Regions from separate parts of the Lactuca sativa genome. Here region 2 is linked to region 1. The links are chromatin contacts, called in public Hi-C maps. All regions are on one chromosome and are shown on one strand. Each heading gives the region's core, a stretch centred on a gene start, on an enhancer-like site or on the middle of the called end of the contact. The rest is flanking DNA. Distances are from core to core; before and after follow the strand shown.

Evidence for each region. Hi-C and Micro-C count contacts between places; a contact is called where the count stands out from the background.
Region 2: a contact with region 1 is called in a Hi-C map of leaf, with 9 times the contacts expected there. The contact joins the promoter of LOC111912386 here to the promoter of LOC111912387 in region 1. A contact is called at or near these places in 2 of 4 Hi-C or Micro-C datasets (both in leaf).

Annotation. Positions count from the first base shown.
Region 1 is chr2:79,723,397-79,730,569 of Lsat_Salinas_v11, forward strand. It overlaps LOC111912387, which reads right to left and starts at 3,749. Exons shown (of 4, transcript XM_023908123.3): 1 at 3,487-3,749; 2 at 3,177-3,331; 3 at 2,357-2,461; 4 at 1,566-2,267. The coding sequence starts at 3,561. The coding sequence ends at 1,775.
Region 2 is chr2:79,891,510-79,898,682 of Lsat_Salinas_v11, forward strand. LOC111912386 (pentatricopeptide repeat-containing protein At1g62350) reads left to right here and starts at 3,905. Exons shown (of 4, transcript XM_023908122.3): 1 at 3,905-4,396; 2 at 5,205-5,563; 3 at 6,260-6,666. The coding sequence starts at 5,237. The coding sequence ends at 6,661.

The DNA.
Region 1 (7,173 bases), core at 2,499-4,998:
ACGTCTGCAATTTTTATACTTATTTAGCCACTTCAATTGGTTTTCTTAAATGCTAGAACTTTATAAATAAGCCATTTTACCACAATCACCTATTTGTGATGATTGGGTTATTTTTCTATGATCAAAAGTAATCAAAGTGAACATGTTTTGTTTAAGTTATTAATTTTACTGCACATGGTCCAAGTTACTTGTTTTGGGGTTTTTATGAAAGAAACTTGTTAATTGTTATGGCGTTTATCCTATAAACTAGAATGTTTTTAGTTGTTAATAAAATATGTATGAATAAATAATCGTGGATGATTGTGAAACTTCACTTGGTCGAATTGAATGCGTGAGAGGCATCATGGAACACTTTAGGTAAAGTATTGTAGTATTCGAGTATACTGCCTTAGAGATCACTAGTTCGGGACGTGTAGAAGTTTGGGCTAGCAGATCGAGCAAGTTTTAAGTGTCTAGATCCATGGTGAGTTTCATATAAATTTTATAGTTGTTTACATGAAAATTTTTGGACTTATGTCATACGTTTGTACATGTTTAGTTTTAAGGCATGAACTTCTAATATCTTGTCAGACATGGATGTTTTATGGTTTTACATGTATGGACAACGGGTGAAGTGACTTACTACACAGTCATGAATGTTAGTCGTTATACAAGTTAGTACATGGTGAAGAATCTTGGGCAATGACATATGCACTGATTCATTTTTTAGTAAGCATGATGATTTTGTACCATAATAATCGTGGTTATGCCTAAAGAAAGATTTAAAAAAATAAGCATAAATAAATTGTTGGATATATCGTTACATTGTTTCAACTATTGACGTCAACGTTTATGAAATTTATAGATTGACCCAACTTGTCTAAAAAATATATGCAACCCAAGAAGCAATATTGCTAGTTGTTGCAGCAAAAGAAAGAAGAAAACTGAGCTTTAGAATATTGGATTCATTGAAGAAACGCAACACCGAACTCACGTTTAGTTGCTGGATTTCCTATGAATATCATCGGAGACATTGAGGAATGGGCAAAATAGACAGATGCACAAAGCTCAATATTTTTATTATTAATTTTTATTTAAAAATAAAAATTTATAATAAAACCTTTTTTTTGTTGCTTGTTCTGAGGATATTTAATTCCTTATGGCCCTGCTGAATACATTGCCACTTCTAATTATGTTAGCTTATGATTTATACTGCAAGATCTTGTATTGTAAACTATGCTACATAAATTTTAGGACTTAAAAACGTTACATGTTAGAACCAAATGTAGGCCACATTTGGTTCAACCTTTTTTTATTATAAGAAAATACACTCAAGCCTAAAACATGATATGGCCACTATCTACGATCTACAAAAGGTAGTGATTTATTAACAAATAAATGCTCTTCACACAAATCAGACATTTTATCCAACATTACACATTTGATCGAACATTTGGTGTGCATAAACAATATAGCAACACAAATTTCATGAGAATATAAGCATGTTCCCTTTTAATTGTATATATAATGAACAAGGAATGACCATTTTACCTTTCATGGAACAATCACATGAACTAACATGTATATCAGCATGAACTAAAACTTTCACCAGATAAATAATTAAAACATCTTATCTTAATCATAATAAACTAGTAGATTACGGGGTACTGCACAGTATTAAAACCCCTTATATCATCATATCTAAAAACTAAAATCCATTATTTCACAATCATTCAACAACACTGTACAGAGAAACAATAAAACCCAACCAGGGCAAGTCAGTGAGTCGACTCAGTCAGTTACGCCCGAGCCTAACCAAATGCTGCTGATGTTTCGCAGCAGCCGCCTTATCCGCCGCCTCACGTTTCATCGTCCTCTTCGCCCGCCGCCCCACCGCCGCCACATCCCTAGCACCACCACCACCACCACCACCACCGGTTTCCTTCTTCTTTGGCTCACGCGATGAAGGGCCAGCGCCACCGGAATCTTGAAAATTAGACGGTGGTTGTTGGTGGACGGGCCGGGCTTCTTGTTTCCCCGCCCGGACAAACCCGTTGTGGCCCCACCTCCGGTTACCGATACGGATGTTGATGTTTGATGCGCGTCCAAGGTAGACTTCATCTAAATCTTCATCTTCTTCTTCTTCTTCATAGTCGTATGAATAGAAGAAGTCTTGTGTGATGTGATGATGATCTTCGGGTTCTTCATGGGGTTCGATGTGTAGAGGGTGGAACCATGAGGCTCTTAAGAGGAGGCAAACACTTTCCTCAAACATGTAGTCATGGATGCTGTTCATTTCTTTTTATTACAACATTGTACTTTTTAAGAAAAAAATTATGTATTTCTTTTATTCTTAATTGGGAAAATATTTCAATACCTGCCATCAAGAGAACGATGGATATTGAGGAACTCGAATGGGTTCTTGCATTGTGGGCAAGTTGGTTCCTTTTTATATGTGGCCCATCGGAGGATGCAAATCACACTATATATAAAAAGATGATTTGGGTTACGAGTTTATTTTATTAGCATTTTAGCATGTCACATCATATAATCATTTAGATTTTAAGCACACATGTATTTCAGATGAATCACAATTCACATATTTGTTTGCGTTCTCATTACAAAATGTAACATTTCATTTTTTTTTCTTTAAATACCTTCGTGTAATAAATCTTGTCCTTATAAGTTATAATCTTGTCACAATTTTATAACTTGTACTTTCATACAAAAAGTAGGATTTAGGTGTAACACTGTTGAGATCGTATTACATAACACTGTCTTATCTATTTGAAAAAGAAAATCTAACACATATTTTAATTCCTTATGGTCACATAATTATATACCTTGATAAGCAGCGATTAGATACAATCACTTTAATTATATACAATAATCCTTATGCTGTAGTGTCTTCTAAAGCATACTATAAACCAAAACATTATCTCCAACAGTACAGATGCGCATAGGATTCAAGAATCCATTAAGGTGATGTAGTAAATTGTTATTCTCTAATAAAAGTGGCACAAAAAACTGGTTCTTGAACTAGTTAAAAGGTAATATTATTATTATCTCTGAAAAGATTCAACTGCAACCATTTCTTGGTGTTTAATTGATATATTATATGTCAGTGTATGCGAATCGAGAATTAAACCGCTGATATATTATATGAAATGGGCATTTGTGATTGTAGAGAAACAAACCAGTAGGCATGCTCGCAACCTTTTACGAGGGCGGTTTCCTGTAACGCGATCTGATTCAAACAAATTGCACAAACCCCGTGATGATCTTCATCAGATAATGAAGTTTTCGGATGCAGAGTCTCTTCGTTACTAGAAACCACTTCGTTCTTCTCCTCCTGCCCAGGATCACAACCCTAGATCGATTAACTTGAAAACGAAAAACCAAACATCCCAACAAAATCATATTCACATAAAAAAACAAAACCCTAGAACATACAATTACATTAACAATCAACACCAATCCATATATATATCGATAATAGTAGGGTACCTGGTCATGGATCGATAGATCTGGAACGGCGTTGATGAGCTGTTGTTGGCCATCGATCTCAATGACTGCATCCATGGCGATAGAATGTAAAACTGCAAGTATGAAAAAGTGTTCGATGAAAGGATAGATGAGTAGGTAGAAAAAGGAAGAAGAAATTGATGAGATTCTTCAGGAATTATTCGGATTCCAAAGAGAGGGGAGAAAAAGAGGAGAGAGAGGGCAGCGCCCTGACAAGAGGGTTGAGGATGTGGATATCATAACAAGCGGCGTTTGCCGAGTCTCTCTTTTATATCACAAATCATTTTTATCCTTTTTATTTTTTTGACCGACTCACGTTTTTGGACCGGTTTGGTCTATACACGGGCCCAAGAAAAGTCGCCAAACCTAACGAAGCCACGGAACACCAACTGGATAAACATCATTTGTCAACATAAAATGAAAAGCATAATATATTTATTATTTACATTTGAAAAATACTCTATAAAACTATTAATTTTGTACCATTTTAATTCGGTAAGTGTTTTTTTATGTCTCGTTTCAGTCATTCATTGAAGTTTTTTTTGTCCTACCTTAATCGTTAATACTGGGTAGAATCGATTTCAAGGTGATGTGTCAACAAGTCCAAACGGTATGGATGTGAAACAAGTCATTCCAATCAATAAATTCCAACTCATGAAGTACATTGTCGTCCTCATTAACTAGAAGAAGCTACATCAATGAAATCGATTATTCATAGTAGAAATGGTAGAATTATATCAAATATTTCAGATGGAACTGTTATGTGTTGTACTACAGCTCCTCGTGGAGTACATCTTGCATCCAACCAAGTCTTTGACCATTGAACGGGATAAATTCCACCATCGCTGGAAGGTCAGCCAGGCCATGAGCACGGTGAGGACAGGATTCCCAAAAGGTCAACCTAATGAAAGGTCATAACTCCTAGAAAAGTCATTATTCACTGTTTTTCCCCTTCCTTGTATGTTTTTCTCATCCAATTATATATATATATATATATATATATATATATATATATATATATATATATATGCATGTATGTATGTATGTATGGGTGTGTGGATGTGCAAAAAAATCGAAGGTAACTTCATCTTCTTAACTTATAAGTATTAGATGGAACTGCTATGTACGGTACCCCTCCTCGTGGAGTAGCTCACGCATCCAACCAAGTCTTTGACCATGGAATGGGATAAATTCAACTACCGCTGGAAGGTCGGTCGGGCTGTGAGCACGATAGGGACGAGTTTCCCAAAAAGTCATTCTGCTAAAAGGTCAAAACTCCTACCAAAGTCATTCTTCATTGTTTTTCCCCTTCCTTATACGTTTTTCTCATTCCAATTCTCGATATATATATATATATATATATATATATATATATATATATCTTAATAAGCATTTAGCATCAAATGTTGAATTTTAAGAGGTACAAAATTAAATGCAAGTTGTACAATGAATTTATGCATTGAATCTTATTAGTCAAACCTTGAATACGTAGTCTCACTTATATCCCTTAAAATCTCCACCTAACTAATGTGAATCAAACTGAATCGGTCAAAATGAAGATTTGTTCCCAATATGTTCCTTGAAATAGGGGATTTGAGTCCCAGTCACACTTTTATCCTTATATATCTCATCTCAAAGTAAATGAATGTCAAATGAACCGGTCAAAAGTTGAATCGGTCATCCTTATCTTCAGCCGATTACTGATTGAATCGTTCAACACTAAATACACTTTATATAGAACCCTCTTTCTCATTTCGGTCACAAGCATACTAAGAAATCCTTCACCACTCCCTATCCATTGCCTGTTGCTTCCATAAAAAAAATAATAAATAAAAATAAATAAAAAAAAGCCTGATCAGGTTCGCTTTTCATTTTTTATTACATCTTTTTGTGCTTTCTAGAAATCAATCACCACCACGTCCTAACCCTAGAACTGTTATTATTTCTTTATTGCACCCTTCCTCATTCTTTGTTGTTGCTTCAACAGAACCCTAGAGATACTGCAGCTAACTATATATATCTCTAAGTGAACAAAGGTTAGTTAAAGTTCTTTTTTGTTTATAATTTGAGAACTAAAAGTTTCATATTTTCTAATGACCTTGTTTCTTTTTTTTTGTCTAAGGTTTTAGAGGCTTACACTTTCTCAATCACATATTCCATAACTCTCTTTTCACTTTACCGATTGCATGTCTTCCATAAACAGTCGATTCATCGAGATGATGAAGAAAACAAAGAACCAAATCTATATGCGACTTCTTAACTCTATCGTCCTCTCTGTTGCTTGCATTGACAAAATCTAGATGCTCTTTCTCTCTTTCTCTCTCTCTCTCTCTCCCTCTCCCTCTCCCTCTCTCTCTTTCAGAATTGCAAGGGGAGGTTCATGGATGTGGTATCGGTGGTTTAAAGAGGCTGTAATGGGTTGTGGTTTTCAATGTAGTGGTTGGTGATGATTAATACGGGTTGTGATGATGGCGGTTTAAGGTGGTTTTGGTGGTGGGTATGATGACAGAAGTGATGGCACCATCACTCTTCCAAAATAAAAACACCACCACTCTTCATAAACAAGCCTAAAATCCCAGTTTAGAGAAGAAATAAATCATGTATGTGTTTCCTTTTTTGTTTTCCTTTATTCATTGTGCATAAAAATCAGGTGTGTGCATATAAAATCTGTTTACTATGTGTTTTTAGTTTAACAGTTAAAATTTCAAAAAGAATGAACCGACACGGCCACCCACTGAACCACTCACCACCACCGGACAATTCACCTCACAAAATTGTGTTGGAGTTATTAGTTGCTACACATCAAATGGTAGAGTTTCAAGATTTTGTTTATGTCTCCCATATTTAAACATATACTCAAATTGTTTTTTGATTTTTTGGTTTATTTTGTAACAAAAGCATGCTTGGATTTTCGTTGTTGCAGATATTTCAACAAAGTGTTTTCATTGCTTCACTTCCAGGTACCATTTTTGACCTAGGCACCCTTTGATTTCAAACAAAATTGATTTTTTTTGGATCTTCTTGTGGATATGGTGGTTCTTGGAATGGTAGAAAACCTCCTTCTCCATCAACGAACCCTAATATTTTTCCTCTATCTCAGAATAGCTTCCTTTCTATTTTCTCACTTCCTCACCCGCCTCTTCTACTCACCCAAATTAACCATTAGCCCACCAGAGAGACTATATGGCTCTTCTTCTCTTGAAGATTGACACCAGGCAAGTGAAATTGGTAAATCCCATTCTTGATTTTTTAATTGTCGCTTCAGTCTAAGAATTGGAATTTTATTAATTTATATTTGATCTTCTTTTATGATTAATATGATTATTTGATTATAAACATTAACAACTAGAGCTCATAGCAATTGCAGCCGGTTTGTCCTTATAATTAGCTATTTAAAAACCATGTTTCTTTTAGTATGACATTTAATTATGGTACCAAATTTTTGTAAATTGTATTCTGGTTTATGATATTCGCCGTTTTGTCTTTGCCTAGGTAGTAGATTTGTTCTCCAGGTCCAAAAATGACACTAGAAGAATGACACTAGAAATGATAGGAAAGGTAACTTTCAACCCTTATTTCTCTCATCTTATTCTTTTTTACCATAAACACATAAAACATGTCAAAAAGCATTATGGGGATGTTCCATTTTTATGTTTTATCAATCTAATT
Region 2 (7,173 bases), core at 2,655-5,154, 170 kb after region 1:
CTTCCCCTTATGGTGGCTCTTATATGGAGCCTTCCTCTTTTTACCCTTTCCTTGACCTATTGCCATCACAGGAGCGGCCACAGCAGGGGATGGTGCAATGGATTTGTCTTTGAGGTTTCTCTCAGTAGTCCTCAAGAGTCCTTGGAGCTTGCTCAAGGATACCTCTTCCTTGTTCATGTGGTAGGTCATCCTAAACTGGTTGTAGCAGGAGGGAAAGGAGTGGAGGATTATGTCGATAGCCAAATCCTCATCAAACTTAACATTAAGTTTGAGAAGACGATCAACATACCTCTGCATTTTCTGCAAATGAGAGGTTAGGGATTCTCCACTCCCCATCTTAGCGGTGATCATGTTAGTAATGATCTCATAGCGCTCTTGCCTCACGCTCTGGTGATACTTGTCCAACAAATCCTAATGCATTTCATACGTATACATGTCCTCATAGGACTTTTGGAGTTCGAGGTTCATGGTGGCCAGCATGATGCAGTGAACTTTCATAGCATCACACTCGTGGGCCTCAAAGGCGGCCAGCTCTTCAGGAGTAGCAACATCTGGGATGATCTTTTCAAGCTTTTCATCGAGGACATATTCTTTGTCCTCGTAGCGTGTGATCATGCGAATATACCTCATCCACTCGTTGAAGTTTGACCCATCAAATGTCACTTTCTGACACAGGTTCATCAACGAGAATGACCCAGAAGCGTTGTTGTTGTTTGCAGACATCTGAAAAAGAAAGGAATAAAGTTTGATTAGAAATGAATCCCTAATTAAACAACCAAATGAGAAATTAGGGCTAGGATCCAACAACATTATTTACAACTTAGAAAGGGATGCCGTACTCTAAAAGTAAATAATTTGAAGGTAAGTGAATGACGATTCACTAATTCTCACTATGAAAAACGAAAAAGAAATTTAGGTTTTAAATGTATTGAAAACTCCTAGATCTTTGAGATTCATTGAACTTTTCAATGGCATGTTTAAATCTCGATATGAACTTCAAATTTGCGACTGGGATACCGAGGATTGCAAGCAAGTTGTGAATAACCATACGAATCAACATGGTGCACTCAATGTCTCTATCACCTAATCAATGTGCCGGTAAACCACACACGCTCCATTGATCTATGCAAACATCGAGTCACCTTCGCTACTAATGTCATCCCCAAATTAGTGTGCCGGTTAACCACACGCGCTCCACCAACGTTTGACAAGGGTACGAAGTGTAATTCCATGGATTAGCATCATTTTCACATTTTACCCTAAAGTAACTAAGATTAGGAATTTGTAAAACATGTAGTTACTTTGTATCTTACATTATACTTTTAATGAGGAGAGGGTTGCCCTATCCTACCTGTTCGGCTAACGACCCTCCACCAGTCAAGCAAGCAGTGGGTGTGAGTGTACACCCATTAAGTGCCATTTTATAGGCAACAGCCTTATACCCACCTTATAGACTGACTTCGTGAATGAGGCCTACTAACAGTAAGACTAGCATTTTAAGTTATACACACACACACACACATATATATATATATATATATATATATATTAAGCTTGTAATAATATATAATAGTATATGGTTGAATTTTAAACTTGTAAAATTCTAAGGGTTTGAAATTTAAATTATTCAAATTTAAACTTTTAATCACAAAATTCAAATTTCAAAACTTGAGGGCAAGTTTTGAACTTTTCAAAACACGAAGGATCAAATAAAAAATAATTTAAATTAAACAATTAATTTCATAATTATCTATATTTGACCTAATCCAATTTTAGTCATAAGATAATTACCAAATAATTTTAAATAATCCATATTTATCATATAAACAACCAATATTCAAAAGATTTGAAATTATCTATTGTTTTGGCAAGGATAATCATTTAATTAAGATAAAATTCGGATTTTAACTTCACAAAACGATTTAGGCATCAAATCCAAGACAAAACATCAACTAAATCTCGAAATATCCTCCGTCTGACGCACAAACTCGCCGAGTAGGGCCAACTCGCCGAGTCCAGATACTGACTCGCCGAGTTGAGTCGGGAAGAGGCAAGGAAACTCGATTTTCAGCAAGCAAACAGTTAAAGCATCACATACAATTGAAACCAATCAAGGCTTTGATACCATTGATGGGTTTTATGCATAAGAACAATCTTATGTGCTCATACAAACCTAATGCATGGATCTAGGTTTCTCTAATGTACATACTTTGAATCCAAGACTTACAAAACTAGATCTATCATATATAATTCGAAATTATCATAAAGAAAACAAATCTAAGTGGTTTACCTCTTTCAAGTAGCTTGAATCCTTGTAATCTTCTTGATCTTGAGCTTAGAGTCACAATTGTAACTCCTATAATGGTTCACAAACCCCACAAGCAAGAAGGCAATATGAGAGAGGGTGAGAGATGCTAGAAATCGGCCCTAGGGTTCCCTTGGAATGAAGTGTAGCCGATTTTCCATAGCCTAGGGGACTTATTTATACTTGCAAGCTACTAGGGTTTCAGTCTAAACCCTAATGGACAACTTAGCCACCAAGCAGCCCAAGGAACCTTCTAGAATAAGGCCTTCGACGAAAATATGATGGACCCCCATCATAATTTCGTTCTCCCTTAAGTCCATTAGGCTTCCTTAACCCAAAACTTAACTATCACACATTTGACAGTTTATACCCCTTTATTTAATTAATCTCTTTTAGTCACCAATTTAATTCCTAATTAATTTATGACCAATACTAATTAAATAAATATGATTTCTCCTTTAATATATTATTCTTATAATATATTAATAAACCATAATATTCTCTCTTTCTCCTTAAATTACCTTGTCAAGTTGCTTTGGAGAAAGCAACCCAAAAGGACCATGCACAACCGGGTCAAGTACATACCAAATATAGTTACGGACTTAGACACTATTCCAACAAATAAAACTTAAAGTTTTCCTACCTTTCACTTTATTCCCAAATCCGCCCAAATTGGGATGAAAATTTAGAAGGAAAATGACTCCAAAATCCTTTCGCTCCCTCACTTTTCTTCCATTAATAAAACTCGGGAACACGATTTTCCTTCAATATCCCTCACTTTCCCTCCATATCCATCCATATCCCTCCTTAAGTGGAACTCGGGAACAAGGCGTAACTCTAAAGCTCATTTATCATGTTTACACATAATTTCATTAAATACAATAATATTGTTAAACTTACTGCTACTTGCATCATAAAGTTTATAAGCTTCATTTTCAACATCTTGCTGACTCATTCCATTTCTTTTTCGGCACCATGCTTTATAAAATACACCAACCCACTTTTGGTCATTTTCGCTAATTCGTTTAAAACGATCTCACATCTAATCTTCATTCCTGCTATTAAGTTTTTTTGAAATTTTAGCATGAGTGACATTATACAATCCCTTTATTTGTTCACACAATGATGATTTTTCTGTTTTTTTTTTTTTTCACGTTGTTTATCCTCCCTCACTAACAAAACACCATGTTGACATTAAAGCGATATTTTCTGCAACATCCCATTTATTGCCTCATAGTTGTTTTTCGGTATTTGGTGATGTTTGGAGATTTTCTATGATAGAAACTTGATTTGGATCTAGATAAAACAAAGGGTTTTCATAATATGGAGAACTCCGAAAAGCTTGAGAGTCTCCGAGATTCAAATAAACATTTGGATATGAATTATCAATCATAGAAAAAATACAAATGCAAAAGAGATTAGAAATAGAAACAGGGATTAGATATTGAAGTATACCAACATTTTTATTAGATAGACATGTTTGAAATAAGTTGAAATACAACCCGTCGCTTTTTTTTTTTTTTTTTTTTAATTTTTTATTTTTTAGCCGACCGACTATGCATTAATGCATAGATTATCACAACACATTAATCTTGTGTTTGGGCCGTTGGACTCTCACGTTAGGGTCTGAATCGTGGGTAGGATCAGGTAGAGTAGTGGACCGGATCGTATCTCTACCCCACAGCCCACGCCACCACCAACCGACTTGGGGCGGTGTTATGCGTCCAGGTCGCAGCCATCGTCACACGCCACCTACGTGCTGCTACCCGATGGTCTAATTCTTCAGCCAGCCTTTTTACCTGCGTCCTCTTTCAAATAAAGTTTGCCTGGTTTTTGTGTGTTATCGCTTATCAATGGTTTCATCTTCTAGAATTGGAAGCTCAAGAGTATCTACTGAAATCATCGCAAACTATCAATTTTATCGGTGTGGTTGTGATGCTTGGTTTTAGTGATTCCTCTCCTCTCTAATTCGACATTCTCAAGTAGTCAAGTCTCAACGGTGTCCTTAGCCTTTAAAAACTTTCTGATTTGTGACCTCCGAGTTCGTAGTTCGAACCACTCGACAGACACGCCAACGCCCAACAGCAACAGGTATGTGATAACTGATAACTCTGATTAGTGATTAGGATTTCTGATTCTGTGTTTAGGATTAGGTTTTCTCAATTCAAATGCTATTCGCATAACCTCGATGCCCTTATACCTCTTTTTCAGCTCCTGCCCTGCTGAAGGTTGTTCACTTTTATTACATTTGGTTTATTCTAATTAGGAATTTATAATTCATATGGTTGTCTTTTCAAAGTATTTCTGTGAACTAAAACAATTGGAATTGTATCTATAAAAAAAATGCAGCATCTTCTTCACGAGTCCATTCACTTGATTTGCTTTGGATATTACGTTAATTACCGCTCCCTCTATCTCCATATCGGTGGTTTTTTTGCTTAAAGTTTGAAAATTGGGGAAGATACCCTTTATACTTTCTCTTTATGTATTTAACATCAAGATTATTAATTAAGTACATAGTGTACATCTGAGTAAGAATATTGTTCACATACTTGTTGAACTTTCAAGTAGTTATGTTGACTTTTGAGTCAAAGTGTTAATTCTAATTGATACATGGCATGAGATATATATCCTTTTACATCGTTTCTTTATAATTAGGAAGCTAGTTCTTTTTTGCTTAGTCATGTTGGTTCCCTTTTTTTTTGTCATTAGTTGAATAAATATTAATGAAAAAATGCATAAAAACAGCAACATACTGTGTATTATAGTATTCCACCTCCATTTCTTTCTATTACAACATCGTTCTTTCAGTTTCTTGCATTTAACCCCTAACTAATTTAATCCTTTTCCTCATATGATTGTCTTGAATTATATTCAATCTCTTTAATTAATTGTTTAGATCCAATTCCAAGTAACAATTGGAGATCCAATATGCTCAATTACACTCGAACCATTCTACGAAGAACTTTGCTCTCAAATCTCAACACCATATCAACTCCCATTTATTTCAATCACCAAAATACAATCTCAATCTCAACCTCTTCATCCTCATCAAGCCCTAGTTTATCAATATGGAGACGAAAGAAGGAATTGGGGAAAGAAGGTTTGATCATTGCAAAAGAACTCAAGAGACTTCAATCAAGTCCTCTCAGACTTGACCACTTTATCAAGTCCCATGTCTCTCGCCTTCTCAAATCTGATCTTGTTTCTGTTCTTTTTGAATTCCAAAGACAAGACCTTGTATTTCTCTCCATGAAGGTTTGTTTTCCTTCCATTCTCTATATTACCTTCCTTTTGTTCTTGTATTGCATTGTTGTATTTCCGATAATACCCTTTCGCACATCTGGTAGGGCTTCTTTTGTTACGTTGGACATGACATAACATATAAGTTGTATGCATTTGACATGCATTAGATTAATGTTCATGGGACAAAAAATAATTCCTATCCGAAAAAGATGAACTTATACTGATGACAATGAGACAATTTTTTTTTGTCCCACCCGAAAAGGTAGGAGTGGGATTGATGTTAATGGGACAAAAATATGTCCCACCCAAAGAGATAGGATTGGGATTGATGTCAATAGGAGAAAAGAAATTTTTTCCAATTAAAAAATATATTTTTGTCTTATCCAAAAAGTTACATTATTTTTGTCCCACCCAAAAAGTTAGGATTGAAACTAATGTGAATGGGACAAAATTGGCAAAAAGGTAGGATTGGAACTGATGTGAATGGGACAAAGAAACTTTGTCCCATTCACATCAGTTCCAATCCTACCTTTTTGGGTGGGACAAAATTGCTTTTGTCCAATTAACATCACTCAAAAAGGTAGGAATGGGATTTATATGGGACAAAAATTACAATCTTTTGATAGGTGGGTTCTCTCATTTTGTGCAAAGAATAGAATAGCATTAGAAACCTAATTTCGTTGGATTTGGATGGTTTTCATTACGCAGTTATACGAAGTGGTGCGAAAAGAGATATGGTATAGACCAGATATGTTTTTTTATCGTGACATGCTTATGATGCTAGCAAGAAATAAAAAAGTGGAAGAAGTGAAAAAAGTATGGGGAGATTTAAAGAAAGAAGAGGTACACTTTGATCAACATACATTTGGGGATATTATTAGGGCTTTTTTAGATAGTAGATTGCCATTAGAGGCAATGTTTATATATGAGGAAATGAGAAAAGCTGCGGACCCTCCGTTGTCATTGCCTTATCGCGTGATCTTGAAAGGGCTTTTACCGTATCCGGAATTGAGAGAAAAGGTGAAGGATGATTTTTTGGAACTTTTTCCGGGTATGATTATTTATGATCCACCCGAAGGTTTGTTTGAAGAGTGTTCTGATTCCAACTAATATAGGTAATGTGGTTTCTTGATTTTGATAAAAATAATTATAATGAAAGTTTATTGATGAATTTGAGAAGTGTTTGGTAGTGTGGTATGATGGAATCCGGTAAGGAATGGAATGGTTGATTTTGATTCCATTGGAATGTAAAAATAGTTTTTTGTTTTGTTTGATAGAATGGAATGGACCATTTTTTAATGAATGTTATTCAATTTTCATAACTTAATTGTTTTTTTTTTTCATTCCATCATGGAATGTAATGAAAAATTGCAAATATAATTTTTTTTGTATAGGTATTTTTTGATGGCTTAAATCTGTTTAAAAAAATGTGATTAACATTTTATTTTCTTAAAATAGCTAAAATGATATTTTATTTTTACATTCCCATTTTGTTATGTTTGCAATTTTTCTTTAATAACTATAGTTAAATAGTGTAAAGATTTGAATTACAATTATACACCACATTGTATTTGTTTGTAATATTAATCCATTTCCATTCCATCTGACTGAACAAAAAATTG